Linked DNA regions of Mus musculus: region 2 is linked to region 1. The links are chromatin contacts, called in public Hi-C maps. All regions are on one chromosome and are shown on one strand. Each heading gives the region's core, a stretch centred on a gene start, on an enhancer-like site or on the middle of the called end of the contact. The rest is flanking DNA. Distances are from core to core; before and after follow the strand shown.

Region 1 (4,473 bases), core at 810-3,309:
ATAGGAATTCATATGTACACACATGTTTAATTTAAAAATTCAAAGATGCCCGAACTTGTCACACAGATCTTACATTTCTGAATGTTCTTTTCTGGTAGAAGCACTGGTGGTTTCAAGTTGTAAAATTTCTGTAACTGTTGACAGATTTGAAGAGACACAAGCACTGCTCACAGCAGGTCATGGTAGCTGCTTTCTTTGGGATAATAAGCATTTAAAGAACATCAAACCACACAAAAGCCTATTCCAGTTAACACAGTTCCTATTACCCAGGAGGCTGGTGCTGTAAGCCGGAAGAAAGACAAAATGAATAAGTAAAAGGACAATGATTCCCTAGACAGATGTATACAACATCCTAGAACAGGAAGGTGTTTAGCTTGTGAGAAGAAAGGGAAGTATTAAGATACATGTGTAGACAGGGACAGAGACGCTGGTACAAATAGTGCTAGGCATACTTAGAACATGTCCTTACCCAGATACTTAGGCTGATACTTCTACATGGTAAATTATATTGTTTCTGTTTGTTCTAAGAATTGTTTTTATTTGTATGTATGTATGTATGTATGTATGTATGTATGCATGCATGTATGTATGTGAGGGTATGGGTGGGTATGGGTATATATGTATGGGTTTGGGGTTTTAGTTCTCTCTCTCTCTCTCTCTCTCTCTCTCTCTCTCTGAGGGGGTTGAGGGAAGTTTTTGGGTATCCACAGAAGCAAAAAAAAAAAAAAAGGGTATTGGATCTTTTAGAGCTGGAGTTACAGATTGTGTGAGCTGCCCCTGTATAGATGCTTGGATCTGAACTCTAGTCCTCAGTGAGAACAGCAAAGGTTCTTGGTGGCTCAGCCATTGCTCTAACTCTGTGACTTTGCTTCTGTGGTCTTGCCTATTGATATGTACTTATTGTTGATGAAAATATGCTGTACGGTATATCTACCATACAGATAAGTATATCACATTTTGTAACTAAAAATTTTCAAGTAATAAATCAAACACTTTGATTTCATAGTACAGTCATATAAATTTCATTAAAAGCAAGAACCCAGTAGGAATCCTGTGAAAAAGTTTCAAGATAATTAAAAGAGAACACACTGCTCCAGAAGGTTGCTGATATAGCTGTTAATCTAGGCTCTCTCACTCCCCTCCCTGTACTCACACCACACATATACAGCTGTTTTTACTTTGGAATCCAGCTGTCATTTAACCTTTTGTAACTGTCCTTATAATCTTCCTCTTATTTAACCATGTTTCATAGTTACATTCTAATGCCATCATTTATACATTGTAACATTCGCTCTTTATTTATCTCAAACACTACACTTACAATAAGCCATGGAAAGGGAATATATCAGAGTTCAGCATGTGTGTCACTATCTTTCTCTTCTTGGAAATAAATCCAGTTGTGTCTTCTCCATAGGATACAATGTGGCTGATCAAATGAGATCATATCAAACATGGGGACACAAGCAATTATCAGCTGGTATTTTTGAATGGGTTTCTCCAGGCCATGTTCACAGATATGAATCATTGTGCATTGCTTCCAGTCCATACTCATTATAAACTCAAGCAAGCATCTCACAAAAGGGCAGCTATAAATATGCAGAGACAAAATACTAATTAGTAATTTTCATTTTATCACATCAAAAATTTAAAAAAAGAGAACTTTTAGAAAGTTAAATATCTTTGTTTTTTGGTGTTTAAAATCTGTATGCGATTTAAACATATTTTTAAATGCTTTGTGTTCAATAGGAATTAAACTTTTAAATGCCCTCAAATTAGATTTCCATATTCATGAACTACAAGGTCCTTTGTTCAATTTTTTTTAGATTAAGTTTCCTTATAACAAATAAAATCAAAACAATTGAAAATGTTAGCTCCTATGCAAAGACCCTCTTGAAAACATTTATTCATGTCTCTTATTATAGCTAAATTGATTCTCGGCTTCCTCGCTGCTGCAAGCAATAACAGTGCTTTTATTGACAGAGGTGGACTAGAGGTGGGGAAATCATTAATGGCTTCCATTAAGCATCCTGAAACCTGCCTATGTGTCACTGGAAACAGGTGCTTGCTTCACAATGTCAGGAGGTCCATCACCTTAGCTGCTAGCAGCATGCAAATCTCCACCAGCCCAGCAACCCTGGCACAGCAACATGCTATTCAGGCGTTTACTGCTCCTCCTGCTTCTTAGTCAAAACTGCGGGATTGTGGCTGTCCTGCCAAGCAAGCATCAGGAGAATCGCTCCGTTGTCTGTTTGAATTGAGTGTTGTGAAGCAGGAGGCCAAAGAGAGGGGGAAATCTAATTTGAGAACCGCAGACTGAATCGTTTATCACAAAATGCTTCCCTGGAGTCAGCGTGCCTCCAGAGCTGAGAATAAGTAATCACAATCCAGTGTTTGGAGGAAACACATCAAAGTGCCTTTGTGTCCTCACCTTTGTGGGCAGGCTTGCTAAAACTGTGCAGCAGTAAAAAGAGTGTTAAGTCCTAATTTAGCCTAATTAACTAGGAGACAGATGCTAATGGAATCTGGTATACCTTCTTGAGGTTACAGGCTGCCGCAAATGGAGCCATGCCCAGCCACAAAGAGTGGGCTCATTTTGCCTAGTCGGAAGATTACATAACTATGAGCAGTGTGCATCTACATCTGAGATTTCTCTGCTCTTACACAGTTCATAGTAAATGCAAGTGGGTTTTATTATACTTATAGTTATGTGTATACTGCAATGCTACTAAGTTGTACACACACACACACACACACACACACACACACACACATTCTATTTTCTTTGCAACTAGTGAGAAACTACTAGTATGTGTATGTCTCATGTTACCCAATACATCACCCATTCCTATATCCCCAGTGATTTTTAACCATTTGAATAAGAAATGTGCATGGATCTGGGGGAAATGTCTTCAAGCCCCTTTAAGTTGCAAGTCTACATTTGTCTCATTAAGGGAGGATTCCTGGGAAATCAGAGCTTGCTAAGAACTGTAACTTTTAGAACAAACACCCTCTTTGAAAAAAACCATAGAATCATCAGAAGCAATAGCTGAAAAGTAATGAATGAGGAGAAGTTAGCCCAAGGCCATGTGTTGGATGAAAAAGTGAAGACAAAATGCCATCAGGTGTCAGGTGACATCAGGAGGCAGGTGGTAAATATGGGTGTCTAGGTATCAACCAGGTCAATATCCTCTGAACAGAAGGACCAATCAACACATTTGTAGGAATAATCATCAAGACTGTCTGAAGGAGAAGGATGCCATTCATAACAAAGCAGTTTCCCACCGCTCTGAGGTTTCCCCATAGGAGTGCTAGTTATGTGCAACTTGGAAGTAAACACCCTAGCAGGCAGAAGGGACTGGGTGGTAGGGGAACAAGAAGTCCCATAGACGGTACCGTGCAGGGCTGAAAGCCTGGAAACAGGACATGGAGTGTGAGTAAGGACAGAAAAGGAGAGAACTTGGGTTCACCACTTGAACATATAGCCGACTTAGAATCTCTTCTCGGTGGGGGGTCACATTCTACCATAACTGGCAACCTGGAGGCTCTCCCATGCAGAATTAGCTTGGTTTGATTTGTACTCTGAGATAAACAACAACAACAACAACAAAAACAAACAAACAAACAAACAAACAAACAAACAAGAAAAACCTTTCCTGAAGCCAAACTCAGTGTGATCTGGGTTAGTACCATGAACTGATCTTCTTTCTGATGGGGACTGGGCTAAGGTAGCTGTGTAACATGGACCAGGATATTAGCCTTGTTGGAAATTCAGGCCATTGGCATGGAGAGTCTCCAGAGTGGGCGCTGTTCTCTTTTAAAGATATCTGCAGATGCCCAAGCAAAGTTAAGTAATTGGCATCTTACAAGCTGACAAAGCAGAACAGACTATAGCTCCACCTCCTGTGTATCTTTGTCTAAGCTAGGTGAGGAAGGTACTAACTCCATGACAATATGAATAAAGAGAGCAGCTGGCCCCACACAGTTCCTCACATGAGAAGACATGCATATCTCCAGGGCAGGTGAGAGAAGGGACTCTGTGAATGATTGAAATGGAGGGACAAGGCAGGGACATACATGGACAATGACATAAGTGCAGTAGAGTGTCCCATGCAGGGAAGACCTCAGCATCAAGTTTCTGCAGGTTAGGAGACTACTTGACAAGGATATAAACTGGGGAAGTCTTGCAGGTTGCATGCGACAAGAAGACTGGGAACCACAGGGTAACAGGTAGAAACAAAAGTAGGTGGACTTTAAAGCAACACTACTCACCTCTCATTTGACATAAACACTGTCAATTAAAAGAAGCACAGCTCAGACATCAGCATCCCTCAGAATTAGGATCAAGAATACCAGTGACATTGTCTCCACTACTCAATGCACATGGTGAGCATGTCTAGTCCAGAGGCCATGTGACTTGGTACATCATAGCTGTCACTGGACATCCAGAGGTGAAGACTGTTTACTGCTCTTTCA
Region 2 (4,473 bases), core at 496-2,995, 210 kb after region 1:
GAATGGAAACTGTAGAGCCCAATGTAGAAATCACAGATTTAGAAAAAACAAAATAAGGGGGTGTGGTGCTTTGAATAGGTTTGGCCCCTTAGGTTCATGTGTTTGAATGCTTGGCCCATAAGGAGTGACACTGTTATGAGGCGTGGTCTTTTGGATTAGGTGTGACCTAGCTGGAGGAAGTGTGTCACTGTGGGGGTGAGGTTTGAGGTCTCTATGCTCAAGCTCTTCCTGGTGTATAGTTTTAGTTTCCTTCTGGATGCCTTCGAATCAATGTGTAGACTATTTCTCTCCTCCAGCTCATGTCTGCCTGCATGCCACCATGCTTCCCACTGTGACAATAATGGACTGAACCTCTGAAACTATAATCCAGCCCCAATTAAATCTATTCTTTTTTTTTTTTTTTGGTTTGGTTTGGTTTATTTATTTATTTATTTATTTATGTTTTGATTTGTTTGAGACAGAGTTTCTCTATGTAGTCCTGGCTCTCCTGGAACTTACTCCATAGACCAGGCTGGCCTCGAACTCAGAAATCCACCTGCTTCTGCCTCCCAAGTGCTGGGATTAAAGGTGTGTGCCACCACCGCTCAGCTAATGTATTCTTTTTTAAGAGTGCCTTGGTCACGATGGCTCTTTACAGCAAAGGCAACCCTAACTAAGAGAGAGGGAAACATCATTCAGGCCCTTGTTCTATAGATAAGGATTTTTGCTTCAGGAATCTTTAACCATCTTCTAAGCCCTGCTGCTGTTATGATGGAGCCAGAGCAGACACACTCTGGCTTAGGTCGCCATGGGTCAAAAGCACAGAGTGTGCTTTGGAAAATTGCCAGCTCATCAACCACACATGCTTCCAAGCAGCAGAAGATCTCAATGGAACAAGAAATGAAGTTAGCTTTGCAAAATACATCAATATGAATTTCCTTTACACTCCCAAGGAATCTTCCTGAATATTCACAGTTTTAATATTCTGAGTGTAAACTTTCCTGGGTGGCAAATCGCTTACAATAGCTGGGGAATCAGGACAAAATGCAAGGGAAAGCAATGTCCCCTTAGTCACAGTCTCTGTCTCTCTGTCTCTGTCTCTGTCTCTTTCTCTGTGTCTCTCTGTCTCTGTGTCTCTCTGTCTCTTTCTCTCTCTGTCTCTTTCTCTCTCTGTCTCTCTCTCTCTCTCTCTCTCTCTCTCTCTCTCTCTCTCTCTCTCTCTCACACACACACACACACACACACACACGCCCACCCCAAATAAATTTTTATACCCAGTATTGAGGTAACAAATGTTTGTTTCGTTTATTCTCTCCTGATGTTTTACTTTTATCAATGAAAATAAGAATGAGCCGCAGCAGTCACACTCAGAATGCTTGTCAGAAATGTGCATGCTTTATAATTAATCTTATTAAGGGCTGGCTAGACAGCTAGGGGATCCGAGAGCCAGGGTGTGCCCAGCTGTAAGGGCAGTAACTAGTTTGTAGATTGATGAAGATGATTCTGCATGGTGACCTTTGTTGGGCTCCAGGTCACTTCTCTGTTAGCATAAGTCTTTTGTTCTGACTGTGTGTGTTTATGGGGTAGAGAAGGGGAACGTGCCAGAAGGGTGTCCTCATGGGGTCTCCCTCCTTCTTGTTTTGTACACAAGCTGGCCTTCCACTTCCTCCACTTCCTCGATCTTGTGGTTCTTGCCATAACCCATCCTTTCCCTCAGGAAAGCAGGCTCATTTGAGAACCACACATGTGGCAAAAATTGAAAGTGATGAGCAAGTGCCTTACCGTGCCCTGTGTCACCTTAGGTTTAATGCCTCAGAGGCTGATATCTATCACACTGAGACCGCAAATACAAAAATGTTTCCATCTTTATTCCGGATACACTCAGTCCTGAAAGCTGAGAATTTTGCATCTATCCATTCAACCAAGTGTGGGCACTGTGCAGTTAGGCCTGTGGCAGTTGCATCTGTGCAGAATTTAAGGCTGTTTTTATTGCTATTAGCCTGCCATCAATGCAGTGCAGATGTTATAAGCAATCTAAAGATCATTTAAAGTTCGCCAGAGAAGGAAGCTGGGGAGACGGCATGTCAGTAAAGGGTCTGTCACACAAGCATGAGGATATGAGTTCAGATCCTCAAAGTCACATCAAAAACTAGGTACAGCAGATTGTGTATATAACCCCTACAGTTGATTGGCCAGTCAGCATAGCCAAATGGATGAGCTTCAGGTTCAGGGAGTCAGAGAGAGCCTGACTTAACAAAAGGATGAAGAATGCGATGTTGTCCTCTGGTCTCCACATTCACATACCTCAAGGAGGTACCTATGTCTCTGTCTCTGTCTCTGTCTCTCCCTCCTCTTCTCCTCTCTCTCTTTCTCTCTCTCTCCCCCCTCTCTCTCCTCTCTCTCTTCTCTCTCTCTTCTCTCTCTCTCTTTTCTCTCTCTCCTCTCTCTCTTCTCTCTCTCCCTCCTCTCTCTCCTCTCTCTCCCCTCTCTCTCTCCTCTCTCTCTTCTCTCTCTCCTCTCTCTCTCCTCTCTCTCTCCTCTCTTCTCTCTCTCTCTCTCTCCTCTCTCTTACACACACACACCAATTCTGGCAAGATCCTCTTAGATTAGATGTAAATACTGCACCAATTTAAACAAGAGAAGTGTCAAATGTATGTATTAAATTCTCTATATGCTTGGATATATGTTTAATACCACCAACTGCAGTGTAACAAATATGCCTATAAAAATGTGTTTGTGAAGGACTTCATCATAGCATCTTATTGTTTATGAAGACTCAATTAGTTGAACAGCTCAAACTTTTTTTTTTACTGGTAAGGATTCCTCTAGAACTTTGATATCAACTGGCAGTTCTTCCAAAGTAACTTCACATATCTTCAGTATTGAAGCTGCATTATGTGGAATGTGGATTCTACAGATGAGAGAATTTGGAGATTAAATACTGGGCTAAGCTTGTGTGCAAAGGAAGCAAAGGAAGAACAGACCTAAGTCAGATGTCCCCCTTCTTCAATCCTCCTATCACTTTGCTGGTAAGAACAGGTTGATGAGACCTGTAAAAGTAACTTTTATTTGCCCAACATAACTGTCATCTCTGAGATCTACTCTTCAGCCTACTAACTTATAACTATCCTGATAAAACTGCTGTGCCCCTCTCTCTCTGCCCTGTTCCCTCTTAAGTACCCTCTTTCCTCTTTGCTCTAGTGAGAAATGGTGAGAATTGGGCATATCCTATTCTGCAAAATCTTTTTCTAATTTGTCTCGTCATCTGCCACTTAATTACACATCACTTTCAAACACAGGTGCTTCCTTCTACAAACTAACTTTACCTTCATTGTTTTGTACTAAAGGTGTGTGCTAAGGGCCTGTCTGTAACCCAACTAGAATAACCATGTTGCTGGATTAACATCCCTCTATGGAGATCAAACTCCCAGAATTTGTCGAAGCTGGGAATATGGCATCTTCAATCTCACTCCCACTGTCTATCATGGACTTCAGGGATTCACTGGGCTTTATGCTCAGAGTGAACACCTCTCCATTTTCCTCCCCCATCCCAACAGCCAACCCAGGCCATAAGTTCTCAAAGTCTAGAATCTGCTTCTCTTGGTGAAACTATGTAATATTCACCCTGTATAACATGATCAGAAGACATCTTCCATATAGTGTGTGTGTCAAGAGTCACATGTTTTTTTGTGAAAGATGAATTCCTAACAAGTATAAATCCTAAGAGCATCCAGGAGCCACTGTGGTCTGGGCATCCATCCAAGGACTGAGAGAGTAGTGAGCTCTCTTTTTCCCCAGTTCCTCAGGTTCTACCTTCAGCATCTGGGACCTCAGCTGCTTCCTTCTTTGTCCTTGTTCTTGCATTTGCACATAGCTGGGCAGAAGTAAAGGTCACTTTCCTTCTTACAGTATGGTACATATGCACAGCTGAGTCTAGAGATGGCCACATTTGAATTACTGATAGTTAGCATAAGAGCACCATTGTCTAAAAGGAAAGAAGGAAGAAAGGAAGGAAGGAAGGAAGGAAGGAAGGAAGGAAGGAAGGAAGGAAGAGCAGGAGGAGGAGGAGGAGGAGGAGGAGGAGGAGGAGGAGGAGAAGGAGGAGGAGGAGGAGGAGGAGAAGAAGAAGAAGAAGAAGAAGAAGAAGAAGAAGAAGAAGAAGAAGAAGAAGAAGAAGAAGAAGAAGAAGAAGAAGAAGAAGAAGAAGAAGAAGAAGAAGAAGAAGACCTCTAAGGATGAGGGAACATAAGAAAGTCTTAGGAGATACTTATACTGCGAGTTCATATTTACTTTTCAAAAATAAGTCAGCATTGCATGAATAAAGCCAGTATTTCAAGCTGTTGTTTTCATCTCCCTCCAAATTTTATTTTAGATCTAAAGATTAGAGCTCTCCCTCTGCTCCCACACAGGTGTCCATAGCTTCCAGAAGTCCGCATCTCTGATGATATGCCCTCTGTCTCACTTCCCAGTGTGGAGTAACCATCTCTTTGTCTC

The links. A called contact is a pair of places that touch in the nucleus more often than the background predicts.
Region 2: a contact with region 1 is called in a Hi-C map of the N1E-115 cell line, with 5 times the contacts expected there. The contact joins two enhancer-like sites. A contact is called at or near these places in 8 of 484 Hi-C or Micro-C datasets (the N1E-115 cell line, cerebral cortex, embryonic stem cells and 5 more) and 2 of 115 datasets of contacts at active chromatin or transcription factors (both in astrocytes).

What each region holds. Positions count from the first base shown.
Region 1 is chr8:16,112,877-16,117,349 of GRCm38.p6, forward strand. The region is part of intron 26 of Csmd1 (CUB and Sushi multiple domains 1); the gene reads right to left. Among named protein-coding and RNA genes, the nearest start is that of Mir3106, 54 kb to the right of the region's middle. Within about 2 kb of position 2,060, at least 47 of the 459 cell types and tissues checked have an H3K27ac peak or open chromatin away from gene starts, as enhancers often do. A contact at or near this core is called in the N1E-115 cell line, where this site is marked.
Region 2 is chr8:16,320,851-16,325,323 of GRCm38.p6, forward strand. All of the region lies in intron 10 of Csmd1 (CUB and Sushi multiple domains 1), which reads right to left. Among named protein-coding and RNA genes, the nearest start is that of Gm16347, 110 kb to the right of the region's middle. Within about 2 kb of position 1,746, at least 3 of the 459 cell types and tissues checked have an H3K27ac peak or open chromatin away from gene starts, as enhancers often do. A contact at or near this core is called in the N1E-115 cell line, where this site is marked.